Linked DNA regions of Mus musculus: region 1 is linked to region 2. Evidence: chromatin contacts called from public capture Hi-C data. All regions are on one chromosome and are shown on one strand. Each heading gives the region's core, a stretch centred on a gene start, on an enhancer-like site or on the middle of the called end of the contact. The rest is flanking DNA. Distances are from core to core; before and after follow the strand shown.

Region 1 (7,317 bases), core at 3,958-6,457, 830 kb before region 2:
AATGTAACTTAGGACAATAAAAGTTTGAAAGTTATTCTTCAGCAGAGGGCTTACAGCTGTCTTTGACTGTGGGACACTTATGGATGAAGCCAAGGTATTTAATACACATTAATTAAAACTTACTGTACTTGTTTTAAAGGGCTGCTTCATCATTAAATCAGCTATCGGCACTTAACTGATGTTCTAAGTGTTGGCACTGTTGTGAATTTGTTTCTTTGAGTGAGTATAATATGTGGTTAAAGAGAGCTGAAGGCTCATGAGTTTTGTGTGCAAATGTCTAACTTTGGTTATTTGGAAGCAGATGGATTCCAGTTTAACTTCAACATGTTTGACTTATTTTGTTTATAACACAAGTTCCCCATACACACAGGACGTTAGACTTGTCAGTGTGCTATGCAATGAGATATGTCCTATTGGTAGGCCACAACATTGCTGCTGGACAACCTAAAGCTATTTGCTTTTCTCTTCTGGCAACCCTGGCCATAATTTCCTTTCTAGAACCCACCCCTTATCTAGTAACTGGGCCATCCCTACTCTCCTAGCTAATAATCAGTCATAATGTGAAAATCAGGATGGTTTATCTTGCTTGTGTTTAATGTTTTTGAAAGAATTCAGTCACATTTCAGATGTCTGTTGCTTTGAAGTGTGGTGTCAATGAGTGAAGAGAGAATGTTCTAAATTCATGGCCATTCCAGGGCCAGCTAATGACAAGGACCCCACAAATGCTATCACTACAGCTACTGGTCAGGGAGTGTACCGTGATAAATGGTGAAATAGTCACATTCGGACTTCAGTGGCGGAATCTGAAATTGCCCCTTTCCTGCCTTTTCGAGAGCAGTTGCTAAGGACCCAATGCTCGCTCTCCTCAGCCTTCAGTTTGCCTTGTACTCATGACTTAACAAAAAGTATGTTGTTTACAAATATTAAAAGTGTCACATCTATTTTGAGGGTGTTGGGCTATTTCCAACGTTGAGTTCCTACGGCCGTTCAACACTCTCGCTGTCACAGACTCAGATGCTCTGGCACTCGGCTTCTGTCAGATGTGAAAAAAGGGGCACTTAATTGGAATTTCACAGCCCTTTCCACATAAGCCAGCCTAAATAAGGTGTATTTATGTATAGCAAGCGGGAGCTGACTAATCTCTCCTGTTAAACGTGCGTGTCAAAGAGATGATTTGAGATGGTGAAATCGTTCCGCACAAAGGAACTGCCAGTCTGGTCATGTCACAATGTGGAAGCCAGTTTCTATCGCCCCAATTACAATGGGTACTGTAGATCTTGATTATATTTCTGTTGTCGAAGATTTTTTTTTTTTTTTTTTTTTTTTTTTTTTTTTTTTGGTGTCAGTCTGTTTACAAATCTCAAGTGGAGCAATGCATGGCATGTTAGCAGACTATTCAGTGGAAGCTCTTCTGGTTTAACATCAGATCATACACTTTCAAAAGCACACTGATCACACGGGAGTTTGATGGCTGTCTTGTCCCACATAAAACTTTTTTTTTAATCCATTATTTTTCCATCGGTAGGGCTACAGCCTAAGCCTGGGAAATATTTTCTTAGAATAGGACAATGTGCACTTTATTTATGCCTTGGGTTGTTTTGTATGTCACTGGTGTGTGGCCTTCTATGTCCTAAACTTGGACAAACCCCAAAGGGACATACACAGTTTTGATACATCCAGATAACATGTTAGATGCTTAACATTATATATATCGTTGCAACATTTTTCTACCTAGTACAAACAAAGAAGAGCACAAAACCCCAATAGCCATGGTTAATTATGCAAAGAAGGCTCATTTTAGAGAGCTAACAAGTTAACAGAAATGCTTGAAAAAAAAAACTAAAAGATGCAACCTTATATGTCCATAGTAGTAATGGAGATGTAGTCTTTAAAAGATCATACTGTTCTTTAATTTTTTTGAGAATTTCATACAAGGATGCTGTGTTTATATTATTTCCAGTCCATATTCTCTGCCTTCAACCACCCCCACATCCTCCTACTATCTCCCAACCTCAGCACCTCTCCCTAACGTAGGTATGCTGCGTCCCCGTGGTGTTTAAGGCTGACCATTGGGATTGGACACCGTATCAGGCAGCTCACCCCCAAGAAGACTGCGTTTCCCTCTCCTAGTGGTTGACATTTGCTTGTAGTCCTTCACCTGGGGGTGGGGCCTTGTGAGATTATTTTTTTCCCATGTATGTTGGAATGTCAACTGGTGACATTATGCAGATCTAGTTTAGGTGACCACACTGTTAGAATTTCATGGACTACTTTTATAAAATGTATAATCCAAATAAAATGATCATTTCTTTGATGGTTTTTACGGTCAACACTAGTAATAAAGCTGTTTATTTTGGAAAACAAAACTAATGTGTCCTTTCTTCTCCTTGACCAGTTACCAATTTTCAAAACAGCATTAAAACACTTTATCTTTTATAGAAATTCAAACATTAAATAAATAAGCACAATAATATTGACACTTCCACATTATGTGATGGGGGAAAGATACTGGATTTTTAGCTAGTTTACAATTTTGAGGCCTCTGGGAGTCTACAAATACCATAAATATTCCTCTTGGGAAATCTATTAGCTTTATGATAACTTTTAAAGACATTGGTTAAAATAACGACTTGCTTTTTGGTTTAAAAGTACAAGTCTGAAAATATCATGTTCTCTAAGCAGGCATGTAGGCATATCAGAATGAGATTATCTAGTGTGATCAAGAAGAGCAGAGATGTTGCCGCATGAAGAAAAGAGAAGATAGTAAAAATATTTTCAGGTTGAGATTTAGATTTTGAGGTCATCAGTCTCAAAAGATTCCATATTTGAGGGTGTCCTGGAGCGGAGGACTCGGTGAATGTCTTATCCCTGTTCCCTTCCTGTTCTTCATTTCAAAGACCATTTATCCGATTATTAAAAATCTGACTACAGTATGTTAGGTAATGCTGCCATGGGTGTCAGGGTAAAAGCAGGTGCCCACTGTCTGGCATGACGACCTTTATTTATGCTGTACTAATGCATTTTATTAAAGAAGATGGTATGTCGAAGCATTCAACCAGGCCTGGCACTCATTAATAACAACAGTCTATGAGAGTCCATGGTAGTCTTTAGAGTTGTGTTTCTACGGAGTGAGGAGCAGAGATCAAAACTTTTCTGAAATTATATTTAAGTAAAATGATTGTTGTCTCTGTGATATGGTGTAAAGACATCAGAATAACATACAGCAATAATAAAAACGCCATTATTATTTAGATGCCCCAATTAGTCTCCTTCCCATGCATGAAGATTCCATTCCGTTATGAATCCTGTGTTTGAATAAACTGAGCAGAAGAGAATTAAGGGCTGACTCCCTACCGGGTAAACATGCTTCCTGGCAACCAGGTTTGCCTTGAGAGGCGGTGGGATTGTTTGTACACGCTTTAAGACACGCGGCTGGGGTCAAAAACAGCTCTCTTACCATGGAGCTGTTCAGTAAATCCGCTCTTAGCACCCTGAGAATCCAGCTAGCCACATCTTTCCTAGAACCTGAAAATGAGCCCTGAAGATGATACAATCTCTTCAAAACAACCAGACATTTAAAATTGCTTCTTGGTAAGTAGAATGTTTAGAACCATGCCATTTACTATTGTAATCCTTAGCCACAAGAGCCTCTTTAAGTTTAAATTAATTTGGTCTGGAGATTTAGTACCTACTCAAGCTAGCCATCTTTGAGCTTGGCAATCGCCTTTGGTCAGAAGCTGCCATGTTGGCCAGGGCAGATGCAGAGGGCTCGTCCATCATTGCAGATATTGATTGCATACTGTTACCCTAGTGTTCCTTGTGTAAAAGCACAGTCGCTATTCATTAGTTGTAATTACATCCACGCCGGCTTGAGTCTTTCCACCACATCTTCCAAATCCCGAGGAGAGTACTTGGCAAGAACTTTGACACTTTAAAATGACTTTAATTTCGGTAAAGAGTTAGAATGGAGGGGAAGGAAGGTTCTGCAATGGGGTGCCTTCACTGGGGGGTGGGGCTGGGGGGGGCTGGAGTTTTGAATGTTGTGTAAAAGAAACGGTTAATCAATGGGATCAATGCTTTCTCTGCAGTGCCTTCCAAACCCTTTCTTCTGAGCGCCCCGCCATTCTACTCTGCATGCTGCGGTGGGTCCTGCAGGCGCCCAGCATCCCCCACAGCTTTTTCAAGTAAGTTTTAATGCTTCATCGGCTATGCCTCAGCTATTCTGTAAACCAAAGCAGCAGGATTTAATGTGCTCAGGGAAGCTAATTGGCAGTGCACCGGCAAGGAGCTAATTCCTCACTAAAAATCACAGCGACCCCATTCAGGAGGTTTGCAGAGATTATCAAACCTAGGCACAGTGAGCGATTGTGAGCTGGTTTTCGGGCCACACTGAGCCAGGAGCTGACGCGCCAAGGCAAGGGCCTGTTTTCCATTTGATATAACAGACCTCAGAGGGACCAGTTTGACACTTTCTGAACCCTGCAGCCACACTCCGTTTAAGAAGGGAAGAAGAGGAAAGCGGGCAAACAGAGGGCGCTGTGTGGTGTTTCCATTTGGCTTAAAGTGACTAAAAAGTCACAGGTCTAGAAAATAATTAGAAACTCGGGATCATAAAAGGGGGTAAATATTTTCAGGGCAGGGTTCTCTAAATGCTCTAAAAGCAAACTTCTTTTGTGTCTGGGAAAGGAGAAACTGAACGGAGCATCATGGTGTCCACACTTTCTCATGCACACAGGTGTCTTGGTGTGTCAGTAAAATCAACAGGCAGAGGATGAGCCATAGAGAGAGTCAGGCGGGGGTCGGGGTCGGGGGCAGGAGAAGGCACTTGCACAGGTACACAGCCATGACAGGTGAGAGTGGAGAAGTGAGTGTGAGTCCCCAGTCCCAGCCGCACAGTGGGTTTCAGGCCCCATGGCCCCGTATGTGTTCGTGTGCTTCATGGAAGTTTCAAGGGGAGCCGTTTCCCCACAGAATGACTCTGGACAAGCGAAGCAGCAAATGTTGCTGTTTAATGAGCTGCAGCCTTCTGAGTTTCTCTTTAGGAGGCCGATACTTTCCCACAGAGCCCTTTACACGCCTGCGACGTGGCTACAATGGGCGACAGACCCATGACCAATGCTCACTTTCGCTGGACTCATCCACACGCGACCTCACCACAATTTTTCACTCTGCAGATGAACTTTAGGGACCGTTTCACAGCGAGAGGGCTTGGGCAAGGGTCATTTGTCCTTTTGTGTGGTCATAAAGCCAGGCTCTGTGTGTCAGTCTTTTCTCCTGCTTCACATTCCGAGTGAGTTTCTGGACGCCATTTAAAGCCCTTGGCTGAAAAATAAAACAGTGAATAGAGCTGACTTTTATAGACTCGTTCTAGCTCATCTTCCCATATAGCCCTGTCCACCTGAAAGGGGATTTTAGTGGCTGAGCTGAGTGTATATAGGGACTCGCTGAATACACAAGGGCCCATTATCAACTATGGGGATTGTGTATTAACCAGGACCGATACACGGCTATTTTGGCGGTGACCTATTAATTGCCGATTTAACTAGAATGTATTGCATTTGAATAGTGAAATAGAAACCATGACTAAACCTTTTCCTCACTCCTTCAAGGTGGTCCTCTATGAGGGCAATTGGAAACTTGTGCGAATCAAGGCACCATTTATCATCAGAGAGAGGGGTGTCGGGCAAAGATGTCTGGAGAAGATGGTGTTTAAACCCAGACGCTTAAACCTCATCCCAGTGGCACCTCCATCTATTGAAGAGGTCTCACACTTAAGTGCACTTGCTTCATCTTGATATCGGTTTACTTTAGCAGGTTGCTAGTGCTACAGCTCAGGGCGTGTGGAACTGGTTCATGTCAGAAGGATGCTCAGGCATGTGGGTATACATGGCGGTGCAGTGTATTTATTTTAAAGCAGTGTTTTAAGAGTCTCTAACCCATAAACGTTTGGGCCAGTTTAATGAATAAGGAAAAAAACGCACTGGGGAGGTTTACTAGAGCCCGTCATCTTCCCAAGAGCGCCAATGATTATTTTAAGAAGGTTGTGTTTTTTCTCATTATTTCTCAGCCCTTCACACCCAGTGCCCTCTGCAGAGCTGTGGTAAATGACACTCATCCCTCAGGGCTCCAAGCCCCATGTTTATCTTGGGGTGGGGGCGGGGAACCACTTGGCTTGAAAGATCAGTGTGGTTCAGATCAACGATAGAATATACTGCCCTTGACTTGTCTGCCCTCCGAATGTTGGCCATCGAAGACCATTTAGAGAACCCACATGTGTTTTTAATAAATGGCGCCGTGTCCCATTATTACTTATAACTCCGAGATGAATGTCTTATTTTCCTATTTATAATGTTCATTCACATTGGCAGCAACTAGTAATACGGTGCTCTCTTGATGTCCGTAAAGAATTCTCTAGAAACAACTGGGTTAACCAGGGTGTGGCTAATGAGCTTTACATTTGCAGCATTAAAAAAAAAAAAAAAAGAGAGAGAAAAGAAAAGAAAAAGCTCAAGGAATTTACTAGACTTTCTTTTTTTAAAAAAAATAATAAGTGTTTATATCCAAGTCACTAAATTATTTTCCATTGCAGAAAAAAAGAGAGAGAGAGAGAGAAAGAGAGAAAATGAACTGTTCAAGTAAGCTTGTGTTAAGTTTCCACTTGAACAGCCAAAAGTAGGGATGAGAGCTAAAACTTTGACCAAGCGACGAAGCTGATGGCTACCATTCTTGCCTCAGAAGGTTGACTCTGCTCTTTCCCAGAGCACAGGATCAGCTCAGCACATCTGGAGCAGGGCAAGGGAAGTGCTGCTTCCACTCCCAGTGCGATGTGATTGCTTAACATCTTCGATTGGAGTTTTCCTGACCCCTCAGATTTAGGGCTGACTCCCTGTTGCAAATGTGGAAGCCATTGTTCGCTCAATGTCCTTCTCACATGCAGTAAACACTTTAACAAGACACGGAGAACAGTAGAGAAAAAAAAATCGAAAGGCACCCATAAAAGGTGGTCCCTCCCCTAAAGCATTGCATGGAAAAAAAAAAAAACCTTTGATATTACACTCATAAACTCATTTTCAAAAAGAACACATTCCCCAGCTAAAATGAAAGGGAAACTTGTGCAAATGATGTAGATAATGACTTTAAAAAAATCCACCTCAAAAAAATGAAGTCTTAATTAGGTAGGCAAGCAAATTGAGTTAATTAGATGATTATTTCATTTGTCTCCGAGTACCCAACTTGACCTTTCAAGAAGTTTATGCCCTAGAAGACAGAACTTGGATTTGAAACCAACTTTATGTAAGTCTGAGTGGAGGAAACTCC
Region 2 (6,587 bases), core at 818-3,317:
AGAGAACCATTTCTATTGTGTCTGGCTGGATGACTGAAATAAAAAGTTAAAGAACCAACATAAAGAGAAGGTGGGGATAACACATGTCATGTGCTTCCAGGGTGAAGGTTTCTGTTTCTCCAACGTTATTTGGAATGCACTGGCAACTTCTCAGGGGCCATTGCTAATTTCTCAACACCAAATTAGAATAAATGGAGAAAGTATCCATCAAGAGCCCTCTGCTCTGCTGTGACTGTACGGAGGGCATTGATGTCTCTCCCTGTAACCGGCCAAGAAGCCAGGAGCCTCCTGAATACTCGCTGTTATTCTGGCTACATACAGCATGTCAATTCTGAGCATATTACTCAGAACTGTCACTTATGGAAAACAGGTCTAGAGACTTAGTGCAATGCAGGGTCCCAAACTTTTCTCCATCCAGCCTAACAGCTCACTGAAATCCAAGAACCAGTGTGTGTGTGTGTGTGTGCTTCTCTGTGTCTGTCTGCCTGCGTGTGTCTATGTGTATGTGTGTGTCTGTCTGTATGTGTCTGTGTCTGTGTATATGTGTGTGTCTGTGTGTGTCTATGTATATGTCTATGTATGTGTGTGTGTGCGCATGTCTATGCATGTATGTGTTGTGTTTGTATGTGTGTCTGTGTGTGTATATGTGTGACCATGATGTGTGTGTCTCTGTATGTGTCTGTGAGTATGTCTGTCTGTGTATATGTGTTCATGTTTACCTGTGTAGGCATATGTGGGATGTATATACGTGTGCATATATATAGAAACCAGAGGCTGACCCTGCCTATTTCCTGTACTGCACTCCACTTTATTTTAAAGGGTCACATATCAGCTTGTATAATTAGCCATCTTGCTCTGGAGATCCTGTCTCTGCCTCCTGTGCAGGGATTACAAGATTACCATGCCCAGACGAGGTATGTGGATGCTGGGGATCCCCACTCAAGTGTCTGTGTGTGAAGTGTAGACGCCTTCCTCTCTGACCCATGCACCTGGCTCTAGCAGCATGCCCGTACTTGAGACAGGCTGGAGTAAAGGCTGTACAAGAGAGATCTGCTGTCACTTGTCTATGAATCCAGTCCCAAAGCGTCTGTATAATCTCATCTCCTGCCTAATTTTCCCCTAGCATTTGCCAGCCCATCCAGGGTGCTACAGATAGCTGACACCAAGTAAAGTAACAAAAGACACCTGCTGCTAGGTCTCAAGCTCTGGATGACTCCTGACTGTAGCTGTTACCTAATTTAATAATCTCTTAAACTTCAATGTATCTGTAAAACACAACATGACAAATGGTATGTGGTATGTCTTGTAAGGATTAAATGTAGTTTGCATTTTTCCCGTCATAAATAAGTGAAAAATTCCGCTCCTCATCATTTGGATACACCTGCATTCTTCATGCCCCAATCTAAGGCATTGCTGTTCCCTTTCTTTGCCAAGTTGGAGCCTTGGGTCATTAATTATTGCAGTCCCAAGGCCTCTTGGATAAAACAGCATCTGTCATCTGCAAGGGAAGGGTGAGCACACACCTGGGCAGAAGATGGATCTGAGAGCAGCCCAGCAGCTCCCAGCTGTGCATACAGACCAGCACACAAATACCAGGTCTGTCATAGCACAACGGCCGCTCTGCTTCGCAGAACAACTCAGGAACCCTAGACTGTACAAAAATCTTCTGTTGAAAACCACAGGTTTGGCAAAAGACAAAAGGCAATTGTTATTTTGATGTAAGAACTGCAATTTGCAAAGCTAATGAAAATGCATTTTCTTTACAGAGAGACATCAGTGATGCCACTACATGTCTCTGTAAAGATGATGAGACCTTTCAGAGTCTGCCCGTGAATTCCCAGCATGTCTTTTTCTGCATTGCACACAGGCCAGAAGATGAACCTGCCACCTCAACAGAATGTATTATTGTGCCTCGGCCTCCGAAACTCCCCCTGAGGAGCTCAGCTCTGGGGCAGCCATAAGGAAGCCATAAAGAAATCATGGTCTGTAAGCCTCAAAGAGAGGAGGGGTCCCTCCCGCCCATCTTCTGTGCTGAAGCTGGAAGCAGATGGCCATGCTCCCTTCTGCAGGATTCCAGAGTCAGGTCCCAGATGTGGTGAGAACCCACAGCATCTGCTGCGTCCTGACTCTGTTACTGACATCTGCGAGCCACTCACTGTGGGGCCTTGGCTACTTTCTGTTCTCAAAAATGGAACTGAACATCCCCTCTTGGCCCTCCCCAGAGGATCAATTACTGTATGCAAATGAGACAATCAATGTATCAACAAGCCTGGAAAAGTGAAGTCCAGGAACGTGTGTGTGTGTGTGTGTGTGTGTGTGTGTGTGTGTGTATGTGTGTGTGCGTGTGCACATGTGGTATGAATATGTATATGTCTGCATGCAAATCTGTACACATGAATGTGGTATGTATGTGTGTTTTCATGTGGTATTTATGTGTGTATGTGTGTGTATGCATGCATGCATGTGAGGGGGTGTTATATGTGGTATGTATGTGTGTGTACATGTGAATATGTATGAATATGCATATGTGTGCATGCATGTTTGTGTACACATGCATGTGGTATGTACATGTGTTTTCATGCGGTATGTATGTGTGTATGTGTGAATTCATGTGTGTGCACATATGCATGTGGTATGTATGTATACGTGTATGCATGCATGTGAGCAGGGAGGGGTGTTGTGCATGCTGTGTATGTATGTGATGGAGTATACGTTGGTGTGGTAACCAACAGGATGTGAGAATCAAGAACACTAGGCACTAGAGTCTGACAGTCTAGCACAACTCCCCAGTGCCCTTTATGCCTTTCTCATGCTTTCATAGGAACTAAGAATGCAGACCCTTCGACTTAACAACTAAGGATATCCTGGAGCACTCAGGTGAACGTTTCTGAGAAAAGCCTATTTACAGCTGTCTTTCCTTCTTTCCTTCTGTTTTGAGCAGGCACATGGGATCTGGAGCTAGAGCGGCCATTATGCAATAACGAGACAAAGTAACAAGGTAACAAGTTACAGCTTGCGAAGGAGGATGCAGGAAAAGCAACCATTCCGATACAGCACAGAAAAGTTGAAACAATTCTCAAACCCTCCCACAGCAATGGAAACCATGAAAGGAGAAGGCCTGATTTGTTTAAGTTCCCATCAGGCAGGTATCCTGTGGACTGCAGCCAAATGTATTCCCAAGGAAAAAAAAGGAGACGGGAACGACCCTTTTAAAGCATCAGTCAGATTTCTCTGTTGGCAAATACCCCAATGACTTCCCTCTTCATCCAAAGTGGGCCTACAGCCAGAATCGATCTGCGGCTTGTGAACCTCCGGGTCTCCTTAATCTGCCTCTATTTAATCTACCAGTCACAGTAAGCTCATTGGTCTGGACTTCTGCACTTGTCTTACCCCAAAGCAGTCCCCCTCACCTCAACTGCATGCAGGATTTCCCAGAGGTTGACTTCTCAGTGAGGCCTGGGGCTGTCCTCAGTATGTCTGCCTGCTGCGCTGCCCAGCCCTAGCTCCCTCCACTTGTCTATAATTAATATGATTATTGATCCATGTGCTGGTTTCCTGTTTGGTGGTTTCTCAGCTTGACTCAAGTGGGAATCATCAGAGAAGGGCCGTCAGCTGACGGTTTGTTTCCATTAGACGCCCCTGAGAACAAGTCTGCGAGGCGTTCTATTGGTAAATGATTAATACAGAGCGCCCAATGCCCTGTGGGCAGTAACACTCATGGGCAAGTGTGCCAGGGGTGTATAAGAAAGCGAGAATCTGAGGAAGCCATGGAGAGCAAGCCAGTGAGCAACACTCCCTCATGGCCTCTGCTTCAGTTCCCACCCTAGGTTCCTCCCCTGAGTTCCTGCCCTTCCTTCCTTTCATGCTGGATTGTAAGCTGTAAGATAAAATAAACCCTTTCCTTCCCAAATTGTTTTGGTCCTGGTATTCATGGCAGTAATAGAAAGCATGCAGGAGAGCCCTCCTACATCTCTGACCACGCTCTGTGTCTTAGTTGGGGTTTCGTTGCTGTGAAGAGACACCATGATCACAGCAACTCTTTTTTTTTTATTAGATATTTTCTTTATATACATTTCAAATGCTATCCCGAAAGTTCCCTATACCCTCCCTCCGCCCTGCTCCCCTACCCACCCACTCCCGCTTCTTGGCCCTGGCGTTCCCCTGTACTGGGGCATATAAAGTTTGCAATACCAAGGGGCCTCTCTTCCCAATGATGGCCAACTAGGCCATCTTCTGCTACATATGCAGCTAGAGATATGAGCTCCGGGGTACTGGTTAGTTCATATTGTTGTGCCACCTATAGAGTTGCAGACCCCTTCAGCTCCTTGGGTACTTTCTCTAGCTTCTCCATTGGGGGCCCTGTGTTCCATCTTATAGATGACTGTGAGCATCCACTTCTGTGTTTGCCAGGCACTGGCATAGCCTCATATGAGATCGCTATAACAAGGTCCCTTCAGCAAAATCTTTCTGGCATAGGCAATAGTGTCTGGGTTTGGTGGCTGATTATGGGATGGATCCCGAGGTAGGGTAGTCTCTGGGTAGTCCGTCCTTTCGTCTTAGCTCCAAACTTTGTCTCTGTAACTCCTTCCATGGGTATTTTGTTCCCTGTTCTAAGGAGGAATGGAGTATCCACGAGCAACTCTCATAAAGGAAAGTCTTTCATTGGGGGCGAGGTACAGTTTCAGAGACTTAGTCCATGATCATGGCAAAAAACAAGGTGGCACACAGACAGACACTCATGGTACTGTAGGAGCTGAGAGTCTTCTACATCTCGATCCAAAGGAAGCAGAAGGGGACTGAGTCTGGACATACCTTGAGCATAGGACACTTTAAAGCCCACCTTCACAGTGACACACCTCCTCCAACAAGGCCACACCTATTCCAATAAGGCCACACCTCCTAATAGTGCCACTCCTATGAGCCAAACAAATGAATCTATGGGGGCCATACCGATTCAAACCATCACACTAGGTTTCATGTAAAAACTAATGCATTCTCAGGGTTTTTGTTGTTGTTGTTGTTTTTGTTGTTGTTTTCTTCTGAACCATAAGAAGCATCAACAGCATTCAAACCAGTATTTTAATATTTATGCCATAATTTTGAATGAGATTTCAGACATTTTCAAAACAAGTCACAAAGTCTCTATCTAGTGAAGAATTACATAAATAAATATAACTTATATAAATAAATATAAATATATTACATAAATAAATATAAGGCATAAAGAATTCAGAGGTTTAGGGCTTTGCTTCTGTGATGTTAGGGATTAAGCCTGGGGCCTGGTACACAGTATTAGCTACTTGTCCCCATGCTGTGACAAAACACCCAGGAAGTATCTCAAGAGATAAAGGTCTTATTTCAGCTCGAGGTCCCATGGAGGCACAGGGGCAGGGGCAGAACAGTGATCAGAATCACTGTGGGGCTGGTGAGATGGCTCAGTGGTTAAGAGCACTGACTGCTCTCCCGAAGGTCCTGAGTTCAAATCCCAGCAACCACATGGTGGCTTGCAACCATCCTTAATGAGATCTAATGCCCTCTTCTGGAGTGTCTGAAGACAGCTACAGTGTACTTACAGATAAATAAATAAATCTTAAAAAAAAAAAAGAATCACTATGGAGACAAATATCCAGGCGTGTCTGTGAAGGGTGAAGACCCATCCTGCATGTGAGCAGTTCCATTCCTTGGGCTCTGGAGGGAAGGAAAGGAGAGAGCACACTGACACAAGTACTCATCTTTTTCTGTTTTCTGAATGTGATTCTTAATCTCATCAAGGTGATGATGATGATTGGCTGTCACTTGGTGCTGTGCAAGTGCTCTACCACTGAGCTCAAACCCCACCAGAAACTAAGACTCCAGCAGTTGATTCCCCATCCTCCCAACCTCCTTGGTAAGGGTGAGGAAAGACAATAGTAACTGTGTCAATAGGCGAAAAGCAATTAACTCTATCAACCGGCTACTGCCTCTGCTACAAACCCACTTCAGTTTGCAGGGAAGTAAACTCTATTTTTCAAGATCAAAGTGTTCTTTCTCCCTAGACAAATAGCCTCAAACAACAAAAGGAGACACAGGTAACTCCAAACACCCAGCTGTTGACTCTGCCTTGTCAAATCAGCAGAGCGTACAACACAGCCCTGGAGAAGGCTCAGCCCTTGTTTTCTCCCCAGACCAGTCCCCATGGAATCCTTTAGTCCTCTCTCAAGGACTCCTCTCCTTGGTCCTTCTGAGGGATCCTAAGATGGACGCTCACTCACACTTCTCTTCATGCTCAGGAATCCTGGCTATGGCATAAGTGGTGCAGAGAGAAGTTCCATGCTGTTCTTACAGAGTCTATCTGCTACATCTGTCTTTGATTCTAGAAACCTGTGATCATCTCTCCCTTTAGTGGTCCATCCCTTTTCTAATCTAGGCAGAAACCACACCCTGCAACATTGTTTCTCAGTTACCCCTTTAAGGAGACCCAAGAGCAGTGAGTTTATCTCATCACACTCTGGTCTCTAGATGCTTGCTAACATGGGAAATTCTCATCCTCCAATCTACTCAATGCCATCACTGAAAGGAGCCAGCTTCTGTTGTTCCCAGCAACCACC

The links. Capture Hi-C pulls out chosen DNA fragments and counts their contacts.
Region 1: a contact with region 2 is called in a capture Hi-C map of embryonic tail, with 5 times the contacts expected there. The contact joins two enhancer-like sites. A contact is called at or near these places in 4 of 39 promoter capture datasets (cranial neural crest, embryonic stem cells, hippocampal neurons and 1 more), 2 of 115 datasets of contacts at active chromatin or transcription factors (astrocytes and embryonic stem cells) and 1 of 9 other capture datasets (embryonic tail).

What each region holds. Positions count from the first base shown.
Region 1 is chr15:95,637,506-95,644,822 of GRCm38.p6, reverse strand. It overlaps Dbx2 (developing brain homeobox 2), which reads left to right. Exons shown (of 4, transcript NM_207533.2): 2 at 4,089-4,184. Among named protein-coding and RNA genes, the nearest start is that of Gm31690, 13 kb to the left of the region's middle. RefSeq lists an enhancer at 3,374-6,079. Within about 2 kb of position 5,207, at least 25 of the 459 cell types and tissues checked have an H3K27ac peak or open chromatin away from gene starts, as enhancers often do. A contact at or near this core is called in embryonic tail, where this site is marked.
Region 2 is chr15:94,807,206-94,813,792 of GRCm38.p6, reverse strand. All of the region lies in intron 3 of Tmem117 (transmembrane protein 117), which reads right to left. Among named protein-coding and RNA genes, the nearest start is that of Gm31007, 85 kb to the left of the region's middle. Within about 2 kb of position 2,067, at least 19 of the 459 cell types and tissues checked have an H3K27ac peak or open chromatin away from gene starts, as enhancers often do. A contact at or near this core is called in embryonic tail, where this site is marked.